Linked DNA regions of Macaca mulatta: region 1 is linked to region 2. The links are chromatin contacts, called in public Hi-C maps. All regions are on one chromosome and are shown on one strand. Each heading gives the region's core, a stretch centred on a gene start, on an enhancer-like site or on the middle of the called end of the contact. The rest is flanking DNA. Distances are from core to core; before and after follow the strand shown.

Region 1 (5,627 bases), core at 2,546-5,045, 450 kb after region 2:
TGTACGTTTAAAAAGGGTTACGTTGGTAACTTTTGTGTTATGCCTATTTTATCGCAATGTTTAAAATCCTTCAATGGCTAGGCCAGGCAGGTAACAGAAGTAAGTTCTGTTGGTATAGGACTTAAGGAACTCTGTGGGGTGAGGGATGGGGATAAAGAGAGCAGGGCCCACCCACTGTGTCAAATACAAAACGTTTTACAGTTCTGATCACACTCACGCCCTACTCTCTCAACGAAGGAGACAGATCATGCCTTACTAAGATTCTTCCTGCTGAAATGTGCTGGCGGAGCTCCTCCCTTGGGCTCCTGGCTGCTCTGCCATTTCCATAGCACATGACATGTACAGTTCTTCTTCCAGGCCCCTCTCAATCTGGTTAGACTCCAGGAGTAGGGACCAGCCCCCATCCCAGAACCTCCAACACCCAACACAAAACCAGAGCCCAGCAGCTGCTCAGCCAGCACTTGTTGAAGGGGGTCCACTGATGGCTCAGCAGTGTACTGAGGGGGAGAATGGGCAGTAGGAGGAAGATGCAGGCATCACAGATGCCACAGGACTGGGTGATGGCCATGAGCTGAAACAGGTCATCTGGGAAGGGACCGTTTGGCAGGAGGCAGCAGTGATCAGGTTTTCAACATGCTGAGTTTGATATGCCAGTGGGACATCAGTGGGAAACAGGACAGGCCTTATGAGAGGTGACAGGTTTGGGGTTGGTCCAGAAATAGGATGGACTCTATGAGAGGTGACAGGCTTGGGGCTGGGAATGATGCACATTAAGGCAACGTTAGCTGAGATTGGGAGAAGAGACATGGCACTAGGAATGTCCATTCCAAGGTAGCGCCTCTCATACCACAACAGTCTCCCTTCCTTAGTGGACTATAACCCAAAGTTTCAGGTTTCTAAGTAATCATCAAATGTTTAATTAAATTACAGTATTTATAGAGAAAGTTCTGAAACAGTCCAGGGATGAATAGTGGGGACAAAAAGCAATAGTAACACCCTACAACTGTGAATATGTTTAATAAAATCCTTTTCATGTAATCAAGTTTTTTTTTTTTTCTTTTTTGAGACAGAGTCTCACTCTCTCACCTAGGCTGGAGTGAAGTGGCACAATCTTGGCTTACCGCAACCTCCGCCTCCCAGGTTCAAGCAATTCTCCTGCCTCAGCCTCCCAAGTATCTGGGATTACAGGCACACGTCACCACACCTGGCTAATTTTTGTATTTTTAGTACAGACGGTGTTTCACCATGTTGGCCAGGCTGCTCTCAAACTCCTGACCTCAAATGATCTGCCCACCTCGGCCTCCCAAAGTGCTGGAATTACAGGTGTGAGACACCGCACCTGGCCCATAATCAAGTCTTATCATGTCCTTTGTTAGTCTAAGAACCATATTCTACATGATCAGATTCACAGGTGGTATATTAAATCTAGAGGCAAAGTTGCTAGTTATTTATTGTCTACCCATTTAAAATAACCCTTTATGTGCCATGTCCCGTGTCCAGTGCCCCACAAAGCCCACCTCACAGCCCTGGGTTTCCCTAAGACAGCACCAAGGCCCTGGGAATGTGTGTAAACGGACCTGTCTGAGATTGCAGTCAGTGTGTGGTGGAGCACACAAGAGTCCCCAGCTTCAGTCCCCAAATTGAACGTGCTTTATCACTTCACCTTCCCTGTAAGTACAAGACTACTTTAGATATCCAAAAAACACTCACATACATAGACATACCTTACATAGACATAATTACTGAAGTTACACACCAAGTTCAGGAAGACAAAAACAAGAGTCCAATTAGAACACAGTACTGAGAGAGCACAGAACCAGGAACAGCCTTGCTCATGCACAGGGGTGGGAAGAAGAGTTCTTACAATCATGTTCACCATACCCTCTCCCCAAGGAACAGGTCACCTCCATATCCCTGTGGCCCAGATCTTAACACCAATGTCATTCCACTAGATTAAAGTGTTGCCCATGGCTGAGACACCTGCAGGAGGGGCAATGGGGTTTCTGTGGGAACCACTAACACCACAGCGTGAATTTGTTGATCACGTTCTCCCTGACAGACTCACTGAGGAAAACAATGTCATCTCAGTCTGTTCTTTAAAGGAGAGAGAGGGTGGGATGAGGCTGTAAGGAAGGTAGCAGGTGGGGACCAAGGGGAGGCAGGGATAGGAAGTAGGGTGCACACAGGCAAACAGAGAGGTGTGGCTCCTGCCGAGGCCACCCTCCAGGCAGGAGTCAGAGAGGAGAATCTGAGGGTGGAGCAGTGTTGTCGAGGGTGGAGCAGTGTTGTCGGTGGTAGGAGCTGCCCTGTCCCCTGGTTGGCTTTCTAGGAGATGGGGATGGCAAGCCACCTCTTGGAAATACAGGCGCCATCTGATGTGGATTGATGGCTGCCTAATCTGTTGGCCAGTTTCTTCAGGTTTTCAGTTCCTGTACACGGAAGGGCCATGAATGCAAATGCCTGCCATGCACGCTGTATCCAAAAATAAAGCACATTAGAAACTTCCACTCATCCTCCTGGGAGGTTTCAATAGGTTTTTCTCTCCTTGGCAAAAACCGGTGCATGAAAGGCCCGTCAACACCACCTGCTGTTTCCTTTACACAGGAGGCGGTGGGAGGGGAGGCGCTTCCAGATCTCCTGACACAAAGGGCTGCCCATCTCCCTGGTCCTTTACCCGAAGCTTCAGGAGGCAGACACACACGCTAGCCAGTCACTCTCTCCAGGCCAAGGGGAGGGAGACAAAAAGCAATTTCGAGATTGGTACCGTGCTTGCCAGGTCCTTCAAAAATGACTACCCGCCGCCCATGGCTGTTGCACAGCGGGTGGGAGGAAGAGTCCTTGTAATCCACCTCTCCCCAGGAAGATTCCCCCCCGCAGGCTATGGCTGAATTCCCCGCATCCTGTGTGACGTGGGTGTGTGGCTTCGCGCAGGTAAGATTGGAATACAGGTGCCTGGAGGGACACCCAGAGCTGCCCAGGCACTTCCCGGTGGCTGGTTCCTTTGCACTTATAATAAAAACACCCTCCCATCTCTCCTTCCTCTTCCACGCTCTCCTGGCTGTTGAATGTTTTCCACTGAAGGAGTCTAGTCTGTCCACATCAGGGGCTCTCCCTCCCTCGGTCCGGGCATCCGCGGCTCACAGGTCAGCTCGGGCAGAACCGCCCTGACCACCTATGAGCTCCTCGGGACATCACCCCAATGCCGGGGTGAATCGTCCTTACACCCTCAGTCCTGTCCGAGCGGCCTGATCCTACCTGTTTCCCAGAAACTGCTACGCGAGGCTTCCCCGCCGGGCTCATCCAGGAGCGGAGGGGCCTGTTCCTGACGCAGACTGGGGGCGGGTCCGCAAAAGCTGGTTGAATGAATGAACGCAGCAGGGCTGGGGCCCCCTGGGGCTAGAGGCCCCTGCTATTTGGCCCGCCCTGTGGCCCAAAACACTGGACTTGCCCCCCACCGGTCAGCGGAGCCCAGACGTCCAGGGAGCCCTAATGAAGCCTGGACAGGAAGGCAGTAGGAGGTGGGAGCCGGGGTGCGAGTGACCCCGAGGCCGTCCTCCGGAGCGCAGCGCGCCCGCGTGGGGAGGCCCGCCTGCAGTCGGTGATCCCCGGCCGCCCCCGCCAGCGCCCCGGCCCGCCGCTTACCCTGCACCGCGCGCTCGGTCACACCCACGGAGACGAGTGCCCTTTTCCGGGGAGCAGGCGGCAGCCGGTCTTTCGGGCTCTCCAGCCCCGGCCGGCGCCACCCCAACCTCCACCAGCGGGATACGACCTCACGGTTCCCTAGGACCTGGGCTCCGCCCACATACACGTGGCGTCACAGGCTGGGCGGGGCGGGGCGGGCGCACCCAGCCGCGCAGGCGCAAGCGGGACAGGAGGCGGGAGTCACAGGGTCCCTGTTGCGCAGGCCCGGGCTGCGTTGTGGGGGAGGGGCCAGTTGCCCAGGCGCGGGCCGGGGGAACCCAGTTGCGCAGGCGCGGGCCGGGTCGGGGACCCAGCTGCGCAAGCGCGGCGGCCGAATTCTAATTCCGCGGGTGGCGTTGCGGTTTTCTCCAGTCCACAACCGGGCTGGCATCGGCCCAGAGGCAGGGCTCGGCAGTCTGGTTCCCCGAGCGTCTCAGGGCGGGACCTCGCCAGATTCAAGGGGTTTCCTTGGCCGGTTTCCTCACGGCGCGGCAGAGCTGACCCTCGTCGTGCCTGGCAGGGGGCAGCCTCACAGCCTGGACCGGCCTGTGCAATTTCCCCCATCCCTCCACGTCTACATTTTATTTTTTTCTTTTTCTTTTTTTAGGACAATGCATGATGGAAATGCAGCCACATCAGAGCAGGCAGGTTCATGAAATCCACTCCCCCCCTCCCACCCCCCATTTCTTGACCCCATTTTCTTTCTTTTTTTTTTTTTTTAGCAGGGTCTCACCCAGGCTGGAGTGCAGTGGCACGATCTCGGCTCACTGCAACCTCCACCTCCCGGGTTCAAGCGATTCTGTTGCCTCAACTGGGATTACAGGCGTGCGCCACCACGCCCGGCTAATTTTTGTATCTTTAGTAGAGACGAGGTTTCACCCTGTTGGCCAGGCTGGTCTTGAACTCCTGACCTAAAGTGATCCTCCTGCCTCGGCCTCCCAAAGTGCTGGGTCTGCAGGCATGAGCCACCGCACCCGGCCTTTGACCCCATTTTCTAATGTCTTCCTAGAAATCACCAAGGTTGCAACTCCTGACTGTCCTGGCTCGCAGGCCCCGGCTTACTTAGGGGCCCCAGGGTGGGGGCTGCCCACGTGCACACCTATGCTAGGCGCCCTCATTCCCGCAAGAGCCAGAGCCCCTTCCTGGCCCACAGCGTCTGGCCAAGGAGGTGTGGGTGCGCCCTAGCCAGGCCTGGCCCTAGAGGACGGCCCCACCTGCGCACTGGGGCATCTGGGAGAGATATTGGTGGAAGAAGCCCAGGTTCCTGAAGCACCAAGTGGACAAGAGTTTATTTTCAAGATGGGACGCTTTTGAGGGTGAATGAGTGCTAACTGTATGGGATGCCCAGACAGTACATAGACCAGGCCTGTCAGCCGGGCAATGCGGTCCCTGTTGGAAGGTCACCCACAAGCACCTGGTTGGACACTGCCACTGAGATTTGGTTATTACAGAGGTTAGCCTATGCGGGCCCTCACTGATGGACCTTGAAGTTTTTCCCAGTTGCTTGCAGTTAGGAATAATGCGACTGGATCCCATGGACTGTCTTTGTGCATGCATGTGGGTGTATCTGTCAGAAATATTCTTAGAGTTGGAATTGGCTGTACTGGGATATGGCCTTTAAAATAATATATTGGCTAAACATGGCTAAATTGCCCCCCTTAGACACTGTACTAATTTACACTCTGGCAAATAATGTGTAAGACCTTGGGTTTCCATATATCTTCACCAGTGCGGTCTTTCCACACTTTTGGATCTTTCCCCATCCAATAATGACCAAACTGTATCTCACAGTTTTAATTTGCACTTTTCCTAGTATTTTGAGATCCTGTTGTGAAACGGTGATGGCGCTGTTTCTGCCTGCTGCACTCACAATATGTGTTATCACTTCATTTCCTTTCACCATTTTTTACTCTTAGAGTTTCTAGAATTTGTGAAAGTAAAATCTT
Region 2 (5,314 bases), core at 2,395-4,894:
ACTCCAGTCTGGGCAACAGAGTGAGACTCTGTCTCAATCAATCGATCAATCAATCAAGATGTCGGCCAGGCACAGAAGCTCATGCCCGTAATCCCAGAACTTTGGGAGGCGGAGGTGGGTGGATCACCTGAGGTCAGGAGTTTGAGACCAGCCTGGCCAATAGAGTGAAACCCCGTCTCTATTAAAAATACAAAATTAGCCAGGCATAGTGGTGCATGTCTGTAGTCCCAGCTACTTGGGAGGTTGAGGCAGGAGAATTGTCTGAACCCAGGAGGTGGAGGTTGCAGTGAGCTGAGATCACGCCATTGCCCTCCAGCCTGGGCGACAAGAGCGAAAATCCATCTCAAAAAAACAGTTAATAATAAAATAATAAAGCTGTCAGGTTTTACTGCATCTAGCCATTATTCAAGTAGCAAAGTTGCAAGGAGCTGAAGACCCATGGGACACGACCAACTCAGCATTCCTCTGGAGGCTATATGATCAAACAGCAAACTGTTCATCATGAATGCAGGATGTGGGCAAATTCACACTGCCCCGCCACCAAAAGGTTTGCTGAAGGACATCACCTCCTGGTGCCAGGCTCCTTGAAGTTATCTATTGAGAAATCTAGTGCCTATTGTCCAAAGGATGCAGTCTCGCAATCCTGCTATGAACCAAATGGCCGACTATTACCTGACAACCAAGCCCTTTCTCGCTATCTCTTTTGACTAATACGGAGGGCTATGTAAAGCTCAGGCCCCTTGTCCACTGGAGGCAAGGTGCCCTCTGACCCCTTCTTCCAAATATACTTTTATCTCTTGTCTTTCATTCCCGTGTTCCCCTCTTTTGTTCAGTCCCCCTAGGTCCGTGCTGGTTATAGTAGAGCCTGGACAGGGACTGATAGCTGTAGCGTATCCTCTGTCCCTTTTCCTATCTATTGGGGAGGAGGCTTAGGTAAGACCTGTTTCCTCTTTGTTATTTTGGCCCAGTGATATTGGGGCTGAGGGAAGAGGAGGTGATAAGGCAGGTGACACTTTCTTCTCCTTCCTCTTTTTAGGATCTTCTGTGTGTAACTGTGCCAGGGCTGCTCAAATTAAAGCCCATAACATTAAAGACTTCATCAGGACCTGATGCCTTTGCGCCTGATGTTGTTTAAGGTTTCTCCCCACTTGTTCCCAGAGTTCTACGTCTAGCATTCCTTCCTCTGGGAACCATGGGCTTTGTACTCCATTATTGACCACACTAGTTTTTAATTCCTTCAAAAACTTAAATTCTTGTGGAGTGTGTTTATGAATAACCTACTGTGGATTATTTGGATCAGGCCTTACCGAAAGAGGAAAAGCGCAAGATCCTAAGGGCTCTCCAGCTATGACAGCAGAGTGTAAAATTCTTTGTATTGGGATTTTTTTTCTACCACCGAAGGAGGCGGTACAGATGTTTCTGCAATTGGAGGAGGCAGTATAGACCAATTTTTATCCTCCCTCTCCTGTTTTTTATTTTCAATAGGTGCTGCGGGTGGGACAACAGATTCAGATTTTTATGAACAGCAACAGAATAGGGTGCTCTACACAAAGTTGGATAGGTCATGGAATGCCATTAGACAACTTGCCACAAAAAGAAATCTGTCAAACAATTCATCCCCTTAAAAGGATTATACAGACTGCTATGTCTCATCTAACCTTAGATTTGTGCCTAAATCAACAAACTCTGCATGCCAGTCAGAAAAAAAAAAAAAAAAAAAAAAAAAAAAACCTGCTCCAATCCTAACAGCTTCGTGTGCCTATGGTTTTATGTTAAATTGATTCTGACATTTCAGGCAATTAAAAGTCTAACTCCAATTAATGCATTCATAATTTTGGCTGATTGCTAATCTAAATGTCCACAATTGATAGGCTAGCCCTATACATCAACGAGGTAAGCACAGAAAGGAGTCATGGTTTTGAAGAATGCATATGGGTTTATTCTTCACCCCAGCAATGAGATGTCAACTGTGATTGTGCTCCATAAAATACAGAAACTGTAGGTAGTCTAATACTGCAGAAGAAATTCCTATTAATATAAAGATAAACCAATTAATCTAACCTACTGAACATCAGTGATCTGTTAAGGAGTTCCACCAGCGAGGCGAGAGAGTGGCAATTTTTTTCTCTAAAGAGCTAAATAATGAATACTTTAGGATTTCCAGCCATGTGATCTCACTTGCAATTACTCTGCTTCCGTATGGCAAAAGCAGCTGCAGACGATACAGAAATGAATGAGTGTGCTGTGTTCTAATGCAACTATGGGCACTAAAATTTACTGATTTTTGTGTGCAACAAAATACTGTTATTTTGATTTTTTTTATCCATTTTTAAAATCCATTTACAAATGTAAAAAATCACCCTTAGCCAGGCTCGGTGGCTCACGCCTGTAATCCCAGCTCTTTGGAAGGCCAAGACTGGTGGATTACAAGGTCAGGAGTTCGAGACTAGCCTGGTCAACATGGTGAAACTCCGTCTCCACTAAAAATACAAAAATTAGCCGGGGGTGGTGACATGCGCCGGTAATCCCAGCTACTCAAGAGGCTGAAACAGGAGAATTGCTTGAACCCGGGAAGCAGAGGTTGCAGTGAGCGGAGATCACGCTACTGCACTCCAGCCTGGGTGACAGAGCAAGACTCCATCTCGAAAATAAAAATAAATTTAAAAATAAACCACTTAGCTAACTGGCTAAACAAAATCAGGTAATTGGCCTGTAGCTCTGTAATACCTGACAGTCAATTTCTGGTCATTAAAGATGACCACATATCCAAATTACAGTAAAGTTACCCAAGAGAGACAAAGATTAGAGATTAGGGTCACGATCCCCGTTCTGCCAGCATTAGGAGGCAAGAGCTGCTACAGCCCTTCCGCGGGTTTAACAAGCGGTCGACGCCCCTCAACCTCTTGCTGAGCCTGAAAACAACCGAGTAAAAGGCATCCAAAAACCTGAGAACTCAAGGTTTCAGGAAAGCAATCAGGAAGGGCAAAACATGGGGCAGCCACCACACAGTCCCTTCGTCTTCGGGCACAGGTACTCAACGGGTTGTAAGAGACCCAAGTCACATCTTTCTTTCAAAAACAGGCTGGCGCGGGCCCAAGCTGACAGGGATTCCACCCCGGTGAAGGCCGCAAACGGCGCGAGGTGGGAAGGCGCAGGCTCCACCTTCTGCCATCCCCGGATCGCCGACAGTGACCTGCACGCACAGCCAGGCTAGGACCGCGGGCGCTCACGGCCGACACCGGGCCCGCAGACGACTCCGCGCCGCCCGTCCGGCCACCCGGAGAGCCCGCTGCCCAGCGCCTGGCAGCGCAGACAACCTCCCTAGAGGCAGCGATGACGGTCCCTCGCGCCGGACGGCCCAGGGAGGTAAGCAAGAAGCAGAAAGACACCAGGAAGAGGACCACGCTTCGGACCAACCCCAGCCACAGCCACTGAGAAGTCGCGCCACGCCGCCGCGCCCACGCACGCTTCCAGCACTCTTGAGAGACCGGACCCCGGGAATCTCGCGGGATCTCACTTTTCTCGGCGGCGCAGGGAATGAACCGATCGCGGGAATTCCCCCGCCGCCTGGAGAGGGTCTGGTGACCTCGCGGCTCCTCCCACGTTTCGCGGGGCAGCCCGCCTTGCGCATGTGCAGGCGGCGGCGGCGAGGCTACGGGTCGCGCGAGCGGCCGGCGCTATGGGGCTGAGCCGTGTGCGGGCCGTTTTCTTTGACTTGGATAACACTCTCATCGACACTGCCGGGGCGAGCAGGAGAGGCATGTTGGAGGTAACGTCCCCTCCAGTGGCGCTCCTCTGGGCGGGGTCAGTGCGCCCCGCAGCGTCCTGCGCGCTCACCTCCCCGTGACCCCACTTCCACCCTGGCGCCTTGGGCCGCTCTTGCTGGTTGAGACCTCGGGAGCGTCCGGGTGCGGAGGTGGCTGGAGGTGCGCGGGCCCTGCGGGTCTGCTTTCCCTGACCTGGCCACCGCTCGCCACCCAACCTCGAGCCCCGGGGCGGCCGCTGGCGGGTGCCTCGGCGCTCGGGACGCGGAAGGGCTCCGTGACGGCTGCCACGGTGGCGGAGGTGCCCGTGGGCGTGGGAAGCGACAGCAAAGCCGCGAGACCAGGCGCTGGGCCCGCCCCCAGTCAGGGTGTCGGTGTGGGGGGTGCCGGGAGGAGACTTGGTAGACTTAGCCCCAGTGTTGCCCCAAGAAGGGACACGGCTGTCAGTACCGAGCCTGGACATAAGCCCTGCTTTAGAGAATTGTCCCCACAGAACTCCTTCTGGCCTCCGTGGCGGGGTGGTGGTCCCCGTGGCTTTCTGAGGTGACACAGCAAAAGCCCGTGCTGCGAGGGCATGCCTTTCCCGAGGCGCTGCTTCGCGGCACCGCTCCTCTACACGCGCGGAGGCAGTTTCAGACCTTCCCGTGTTCCAGCCCGAGTCCACCCCGGCTTCTCTTTCTCTTTCTTCAGCTTCAAGGGGAAAGCAAAGGATTTATCAGATGTGGAAAACCCACTTTCAAAAGCTAATTCGTCCAAACCTGAGCTCCCCGTCCTCTTCATGCTTCATCAGTTTTTGTGTCCCTGGTTCTTCCACTACCTCATCCGTTTTCTTTTTAGCTGCATTCCACTCCTGCCGTATATTCATGTTTACCCTATAGTTTTAAAAAAGCTGTAAAAAGGATGCCTCCCTTTGGGCTGTTCTTCCTGCTCTAGATGTTACCTGTCTCTCTTGACAACCATGTTTTCCCGGAGAAATCCATACCCGTTATCTCCTTATCTCTACCTCCTATTTATTACTAAATCCATGGTAATGTTGCTTTATCTTCACCACTAGACTGAATAGACTTGGTGGGTCACTAGGCAATCCCAAATTGCCAGAATCCGTGGACATTTTTGAAGTCTGTCTTCATGACTTTACTGAGGCATTCCCCACTTTTAACTGTCCCTTCTATATAACGTTGGCCTCCACCTCCGGGGTACCACCCTGTGCCATATTGCCTCCAGTATCTCTGGCTGCGGACGTTGCATATTTACCTGTGTGTTATTAGTAAGCTGAGCCCTGTGCATTCCAATTAAATTACTGCTTTAGGCCAATTCTTGCTGTAGTTCCAGAGTTTGGGCTTTAAAAATCAGACATTTGAATATGAATCACAGCTCTCCGAAAACCTAGCTGAAAGTGCCTCAAGGAATTAACCAGTCGGAGCCTTATATCTTCATAAAATGTGAATTATATTAGTCCTCAATAACCCTGTAATGCTTGGGAAGCCCATGGGTGCAGTGTCCACTCAGCGAATTACAGCACCTTCCACCCTCGTATGCTGCCTGTCCAC

Evidence for each region. A called contact is a pair of places that touch in the nucleus more often than the background predicts.
Region 1: a Hi-C map of liver shows a contact between it and region 2, with 5 times the contacts expected there. The contact joins the promoter of ENTPD6 here to the promoter of NANP in region 2. A contact is called at or near these places in 2 of 14 Hi-C or Micro-C datasets (cortical neurons and liver).

The regions. Positions count from the first base shown.
Region 1 is chr10:58,951,239-58,956,865 of T2T-MMU8v2.0, forward strand. ENTPD6 (ectonucleoside triphosphate diphosphohydrolase 6) reads right to left here and starts at 3,796. Exons shown (of 16, transcript XM_077951089.1): 1 at 3,643-3,796; 2 at 3,256-3,353; 3 at 1,578-1,668.
Region 2 is chr10:58,500,563-58,505,876 of T2T-MMU8v2.0, forward strand. It overlaps NANP (N-acetylneuraminic acid phosphatase), which reads left to right and starts at 3,645. Exons shown (of 2, transcript NM_001266157.1): 1 at 3,645-3,769. The coding sequence starts at 3,680. LOC114670419 reads right to left here. Exons shown (of 4, transcript XR_013399698.1): 1 at 3,838-5,314.